Regions from separate parts of the Sus scrofa genome. Here region 2 is linked to region 1. Evidence: chromatin contacts called from public HiChIP or PLAC-seq data. All regions are on one chromosome and are shown on one strand. The core of a region is the stretch at or near the end of the contact, and the rest is flanking DNA. Distances in the headings are between cores, read along the strand shown. Region 1 holds the start of ZDHHC2 (palmitoyltransferase ZDHHC2). Region 2 overlaps VPS37A (vacuolar protein sorting-associated protein 37A).

Region 1 (2,980 bases), core at 252-2,751:
GGCAGTTTACAAAATTCTGAAGTTGAGAAGGTTCCACTAAACAGGCCACTACTTAATCTTTCTCCTCCTCTCACCAGATGCTAGTGCTCCACAGGGCAAAAAACACAAAACACAAAAAGCATTCACAAGTCACTGGCAGAGAGGTCATGCTCTGGTTTAGCACCTTTTCAGATAATACTGATCAGCTTTCATCTAAAACCTCTAAGGTAGAAGCCTGCTTACATGTAGGAACCTAATTGTATCCCCTAATTGCGCATAATTGACTTTTTGTTTTCTTCTAATCTTCAGCACTAAAAAAGTACCCTCTCCACCAATTCAGGAACCGAAAACTTGGACTTGAGCCACTTGGCTCTCTGCAAGAAAAACATCGGAGGGTCATCTCTTTTTTTCCCATCTATTGTTCTAACATCTAAACCGTGGCCTTGCGTATTGCATATATCTTCGAAAATACTTTCTAGTAGCTCACCCTACGCACCCCCCCAACCAGAAAGTCTCCAACTGGCAATTCTCAAATCATAAAGACAGCAAAAACGCCCCTGAGTGCAATGACAATTTCTTTAAAAGTGGATTAAGGACAACCAGAAAGGGACAGATCTGACATCCGAGGCCGAGGCCACTGTCCCCCGCGCGAGTCTGGCGCAGCTCGGATCCTGGGCCCAGCTCGGAGCCCTCTAGCCTCCAGCGCAGCCTCCCCGGCTCACCGCCCCCACACTCCCACCGCGGCGACTGGGCGGCGGGCACAACGGCTCTCCCGGCTACTGTCCTGCCGAGGGAGGGGGTGTGGCTGCGGTGGCAGGCGGAAGGCGCAGGGGATGGCTGGGCTGCGGGCGCGCTGGGGTGGAGGTGACACCGTCACGGCAGAGTTGTGAGAGCAAGGCGAGGGTAGTGCGAATGGAAGGAGGCTGCTGCCCCGAAGCTGTTTTCAGCCGCGGCGCCGGCAGAGATGCGGCGAGTTGGCGGTGCCCGGGCGCTCGGGGCCGGTGGTGGGGCGATGGGAAGCGCGGCGCCGTGCGCTCAGGTCCCCGCGTCCAGGGACTGTCGAGGTGGGCGGCGGAGGGGCTGCCGACGGGTCGTGCCGGCCTCCGGGCGCGGGGACGCACTCACCTATGCACAGCTGTATGGCGTAGGCGTAGTAGGACCAGCCGAGCAGAAGACTGATGAACACCACCGGGATCCAGTATAGCACCCGCCGGCACCGCCGCCTGACACTGCCCGGGCCCGAGGGCGCCATCTTCCAGCCGCATCCACCTGCCCAGCTCCGCCGCCGCCGCCGCCGCCGCCCGCGGGCCTGGCTCTGGGGCGGGCTGGCCGCGCCCGGCGTGCCCGGCGGGACGAGCCCGGGGGCGGCGGCCGGTTGCGCCGCGGCCACTGCCGCCGCCGTGGCGCTAACTCCCCATCCCTCAGCCCCAAGCCGGCGCCGCGGACTCCCGGCTCCTCACCCCAGCGGAGGCGGTGGCTGCGAGCGGAGGGCGAGGAGGCGGCGGGCGAGGAGCAGGAGGAGGAGGAGGACAGAGAGGAGGAGGAGGAGGCGGAGGCGGGCGGAGGCGGAGGCGGGCGGCGGGAGCCTCCGCCCCGCCTCCGCGCGTCCCGCCCGCCCCCGCCGCCGCCCCCCGCCGCCGCCTGCCCGGTGCGGCCAGCTGCGCCCTCGGGCGGGCTCTTGGGGCAATCCGGGCAGTCCCCGCTGCGCCCTGGGCCCTTGCACTCTAGCCGCTGGGCACCTCAGGGGTGCCCGAGGGGGCAATGAAGGTGCCCACCTTGGCTCTTCCGCCTCCCTCTTGGCCCCTGGGTTGGGGCGAACCGGCCTGGGCTGGGGGCGAGGGTACTTGCGGCGGCGGCAACGGCGCGTGGGGCGTGGAAACGCGCGCGGGGCGGGGGGGGGGAGGGGAGGGAGGGGCAGCCCCGGAGCCTCCTGCGCGGCAGGGACCCCCGGCTGCCAGGCACTGAGGAGGCTCACCCCCGGGGTTGCGCTGGGGCAAACTCTTGAGGCGCCGAGGCCGGTGTCCCCGCCTCCAGTTTGGAACGTTTCTCCTTTCAACTTGTGGGTCCTGATAAACAGGCGGAGGGCGGCCAGGGCGGGGCTGGTGCTTTAGACCCAAGGACTAGCTGGTGCGGCCGGCGGCGCCTCCTTCCCACGCGGCTTCTTCGGGAGGACGCGGGGATGCAGCACCAAGAGGGGCTACGGGGCCGCGCCGAAGTCCGCCGTGGACCGTGGGTGAAGAGGTGGATTTTGAATCCAGAGTTAGGATTCCAAATTATTTGCTCTGAGAATTTGAACTCTTTTAAATCCTCCAGTGACTGAAAGAGTAACCTTTCCCACCGCCCTCTCCCAAGTGTCCTGGGGTTCTTTCCGTGTACTCATTCTCCAGCCGGTTCTTCACTACAGTGATTCTAAACTTAGCATATAACTGGCTCTAAAGTGGTTGTTAAAAATCCTGGAAGAATCCCAAAGGTAGTGAGACCGAAGCCCCGGCTTTATGATGGATGAAACGGGAAAGATTCGTTGATGGTTGATAAAGATAAGGTTAAAGATACAGTTGATGAAACGGAATGCCAGCACCCGACTCTGCATGGAAGCACCTCAGTGAATGTTATGTCTTTGAAGTATGTGCATGATCACTATATATAATGTGCACGATTTTATTTAACATTAATGAATATATGTGTGTACACCACACAGCTGCTGTACTGGATGAAATTCATCTATAGAATAATGAAAGTACTGATTTGTATAAAGAAATTTAAACTCATATCTTTGCGATTATCTCTCTGTGACTGGATTAAAACCAACCTAATCTTCTCTCCTAAAATAGCTACTATATTAAACGCACACACACATCAAATCTCTTTGCATTCGTATTTTAAAATGCCTAGAAAATGCCAGTCAAGTTTCTGTGGGAGTTTAAACAATTGAAATGAAATCATTTCTATCCCAAATGTTTTAGGATAGAAATTGGTGTAGCACCTTCTGCCCTTTATGGAT
Region 2 (3,303 bases), core at 258-2,757, 110 kb before region 1:
CTTTGTTTTCCAAGTTTCTAAAATTCAGACAAATATGTCATTTTAAACTACCTCTCTGTTCCCCTTCTGGCTCAGAAGATTATTTTTTGGCAGCACTGTCCAGAAGAAAACTGGCCTCTCCTACTTAGCTCGAGCTAGGGCAAGAGATGAGAGATACAACTACTTCATTTATACGGTTGAAGATGTTAAACTAGTTTGGTAAAAAAGGCAAGGAATGACCCTTGGAGCTCAGCCAAACTGGGTTTCGAGCCTGACTATACTATTCGCTACCCACCTGTCTATAATTTGCTCCAATTTACAGGACTGCTGACAAGATTCAAAAAGCTGCCAATTATCAAGGTAACAGAGCATTATGGTTGGCACTATTATATTCATGCTTTAATTCATCATTCAACTAGAATTTAATAAGGCCTCCTATGTGCAGACAACACACTAGGCAATGAGGAAATGGGAATGAACAAGCATGATTCCTGTGTTCAAGTTAAGTGCCTTTTTACCTCACCCAAACACTCACTCTAGCAGCCAGCTACCTGATGCAATCTGAGGTAATTCCATAATTTTTATGCTAAAGACTAGTAATTGCACTTAAAGCTAAATGAGTACTTCAGCAATCACTTTGTCCAACCTTTCCTCTTGATAACTTAGTAATCTAATGATTGCATTTTTAACTTTTTCTTTAGTATTTTAACTTGTTTCTGATGTAAAGGTGAATACACCTTCTAGTGGTTTTCCATATGTGATCCTTTGATTGTCACTATCATTCTTACTTTCAGCTTACCTCCAGCTAAGACTTTAGCGCAAATCAATAAAGGATTATAGTACTAAGGATTATTATTATTACATTTTTTATTAAATTTCCTCTTTTATAGTTTCTTATAGCCATATATATTAAAATGATGGCTTTAAAATATTTTGTTTCACGAAATTGTGTAAGTTTAATAAATTGTAGTTACTGCAAAAGGACATAAGTTCACTTTCAACTTTTAATAACAGATAACAAAAATAATAAATTTTTAAAGACCGACTACATGAAAAAATAGGATACAATTCTACTTACATATTAATGTTAATTGTCAAGTTGTTTACGGTGAATGGCAACCTGTATTCCACATCTTTCTGTATTTCAGCTATACTGTAGGAGAAAATTTGAGAAAAAAAATTTATCTAAAGTTAAAAAACTAGTAATGAGAAAAACAAGTACTAAATTTTTTAAAAGTCTGCAAAGACTATTTTAATCACAGAATCTAGATAGCCACACATAACTTGTATCTTGAGGGGGAAATGATGACAGAAAAGTTTATCAAATAAGCAGGCAATACTATTTTGAGATAATGGGTGGGATGAGAGGGGAATTTAGATGGTGAAGTAAAAAGGCAAAGAAAAACTCTAGACTGATTTATGACCACTTTATCTAATTCATCATTAATAGAGGCAATTGTGAACCCTCTGGTTAAGAGGTCAGCAGGGCATTTGGGCTCTGATTATAGCTCTGCCACTAACCACCTATACAGACAGCTGGGGAAGGCTGGGCCTTAAGGGCTTACACTTAGAAATCTGGATGAGACGTCTCCTACAGTCTTATGACAACTGCTGGCTGCTTTTCAAAACCAAATATACTTCTTCTTCCTAAGTAAGAGAAGCCTGATTTTATTCTGAGTAGCAGTGTTCGAGCTTTTCTTGCAGTAAGTTGTTGCTATAGACTTAAGTTCCAGACAATAAAATATAGGGAAGTTGAGTAGAGAAATTTCTAGAAAAGCATCTTAATTTAAAGGGGAACAAAAAATATAGTATGAGTCCATTTGCCTTTCCTACCTAGACCTGACAGCTGGACTTTAAAAGCTCTACTGGACCATGAACGTCCCTAAGAATGGAAGCCATACACTAGGGAGAGCTAAGCAGGAGGTAGTAACTTGAGTCCTTGATGATTATGGAATTGTCAAAGTGAATTTCTTGAATCAAGAGTAAAAAAAAATTTTATTTTGTTTAAGTCACTATATTGGGAGTCTGCTACTAGCAGCTAAATGTAACTGCCAACTAATATAAGTTCTTTATATTTTAACACTTTACATTCAGAATTTTATTTTATTTTTAATTGCAGGCATGAAAGTATTTCAGTTTTAATCTCCCAACCAAATCTTTTGGGGGTTCACTTGGAATTCTAACCAACATTCATAATATCTCTAAAGGGAAAATCATTAAGTAAAATATTAATGAGTTAAGGTTGAGAGGAAGCCTAATATTCCTATACATGAAATCTTTTCAACATGAATACCTTTGAGAGATCTAGCAGTTACATAATTTACTTTTTGTTCTTTTCATTACTTCAATAGTAGCTTTAGAAAACCTCTTATTTTCCTCATTTTGGGGGCTATGGCATTTTATAGTCTTCTGATAAAAACCTAGCCTCTCAAATATGTAAATTTCAGGTAACCTGAAAGGGTCAAAAGTGTTGGCATGGAGTTATGAAGAAACTGTACATGTCTTCTCTGACATCCCATGGAGTGGGATTATGATTGAAGAAATGCTTGAGAAAATACTCAAGAATATAGTCAACATTAGGACTAACACAATTTGTTTTCTTTTTAGGACTGCAACTGCGGCATATGTAAGTTCCCAGGTTAGGGGTTGAATCGGAGCTGCAACTGCCAGGCTGCCACGCAGCCACAGGAATGCAGGATACAAGCTGCATCTGTGCCCTATGCCACAGCTCACAGCAATGCTGGATCCTTAACCCACTAAGCGAGGCTGGGGATTGAACCCGAGTCCTCATGAATACTAGTTGGTTTCATAACCTGCTGAGCCACGGCAGAAACTCCCAGAACTAATACAATTTTTATGAAGGTTTCTCTTTGGGGATCAGGTTTGGATTAGGATACTGACAGCCTTCTCAGCTGTATGAACATTATATAATCAATAAAATGGCTTAAATTTTTTATCCCTCTACATTATTTTAGGACCCTACAATGTCAATGTTTCAAGAAAACACTGATCACAAAGGCGTCCACCAGTTCAAAGCCAAGTAGAGCATCTTCGTGATTAAGAGCATGATCTCTTAAATTAGGTTCCTAGGTTCAAATACTCTCTCTACCATTTACTTGTGTGATCATGGGCAATTTATTTAGTCTGCCTAAGCCTTATTTTTCAAATGGTAAATGGGGATGTTAAAATACTCATCAACCTAAAAGAGTTATTAGAATAAGTGAGATAAATAAAGCATGTTAAAGCCCTCTACATAATATAATAATTATTCAACATATGTTAACTTTTTTTTTTTTTTTCTTTCGGCCGAGCCCACGGCATTGG

The links. HiChIP or PLAC-seq counts read pairs in DNA pulled down with a chosen protein or histone mark.
Region 2: an H3K27ac HiChIP or PLAC-seq map of skeletal muscle shows a contact between it and region 1, with 5 times the contacts expected there. The contact joins the enhancer-like site here to the promoter of ZDHHC2 in region 1. A contact is called at or near these places in 10 of 47 Hi-C or Micro-C datasets (embryonic fibroblasts, fetal heart ventricle, fibroblasts and 3 more) and 1 of 2 datasets of contacts at active chromatin or transcription factors (skeletal muscle).

Annotation. Positions count from the first base shown.
Region 1 is chr17:4,853,650-4,856,629 of Sscrofa11.1, reverse strand. It overlaps ZDHHC2 (palmitoyltransferase ZDHHC2), which reads right to left and starts at 1,501. Exons shown (of 12, transcript XM_021077422.1): 1 at 1,105-1,501. The coding sequence starts at 1,231.
Region 2 is chr17:4,960,840-4,964,142 of Sscrofa11.1, reverse strand. VPS37A (vacuolar protein sorting-associated protein 37A) reads right to left here. Exons shown (of 13, transcript XM_021078071.1): 3 at 1,058-1,132. Among named protein-coding and RNA genes, the nearest start is that of CNOT7, 12 kb to the right of the region's middle. Within about 2 kb of position 1,507, at least 4 of the 83 cell types and tissues checked have an H3K27ac peak or open chromatin away from gene starts, as enhancers often do. A contact at or near this core is called in skeletal muscle, where this site is marked.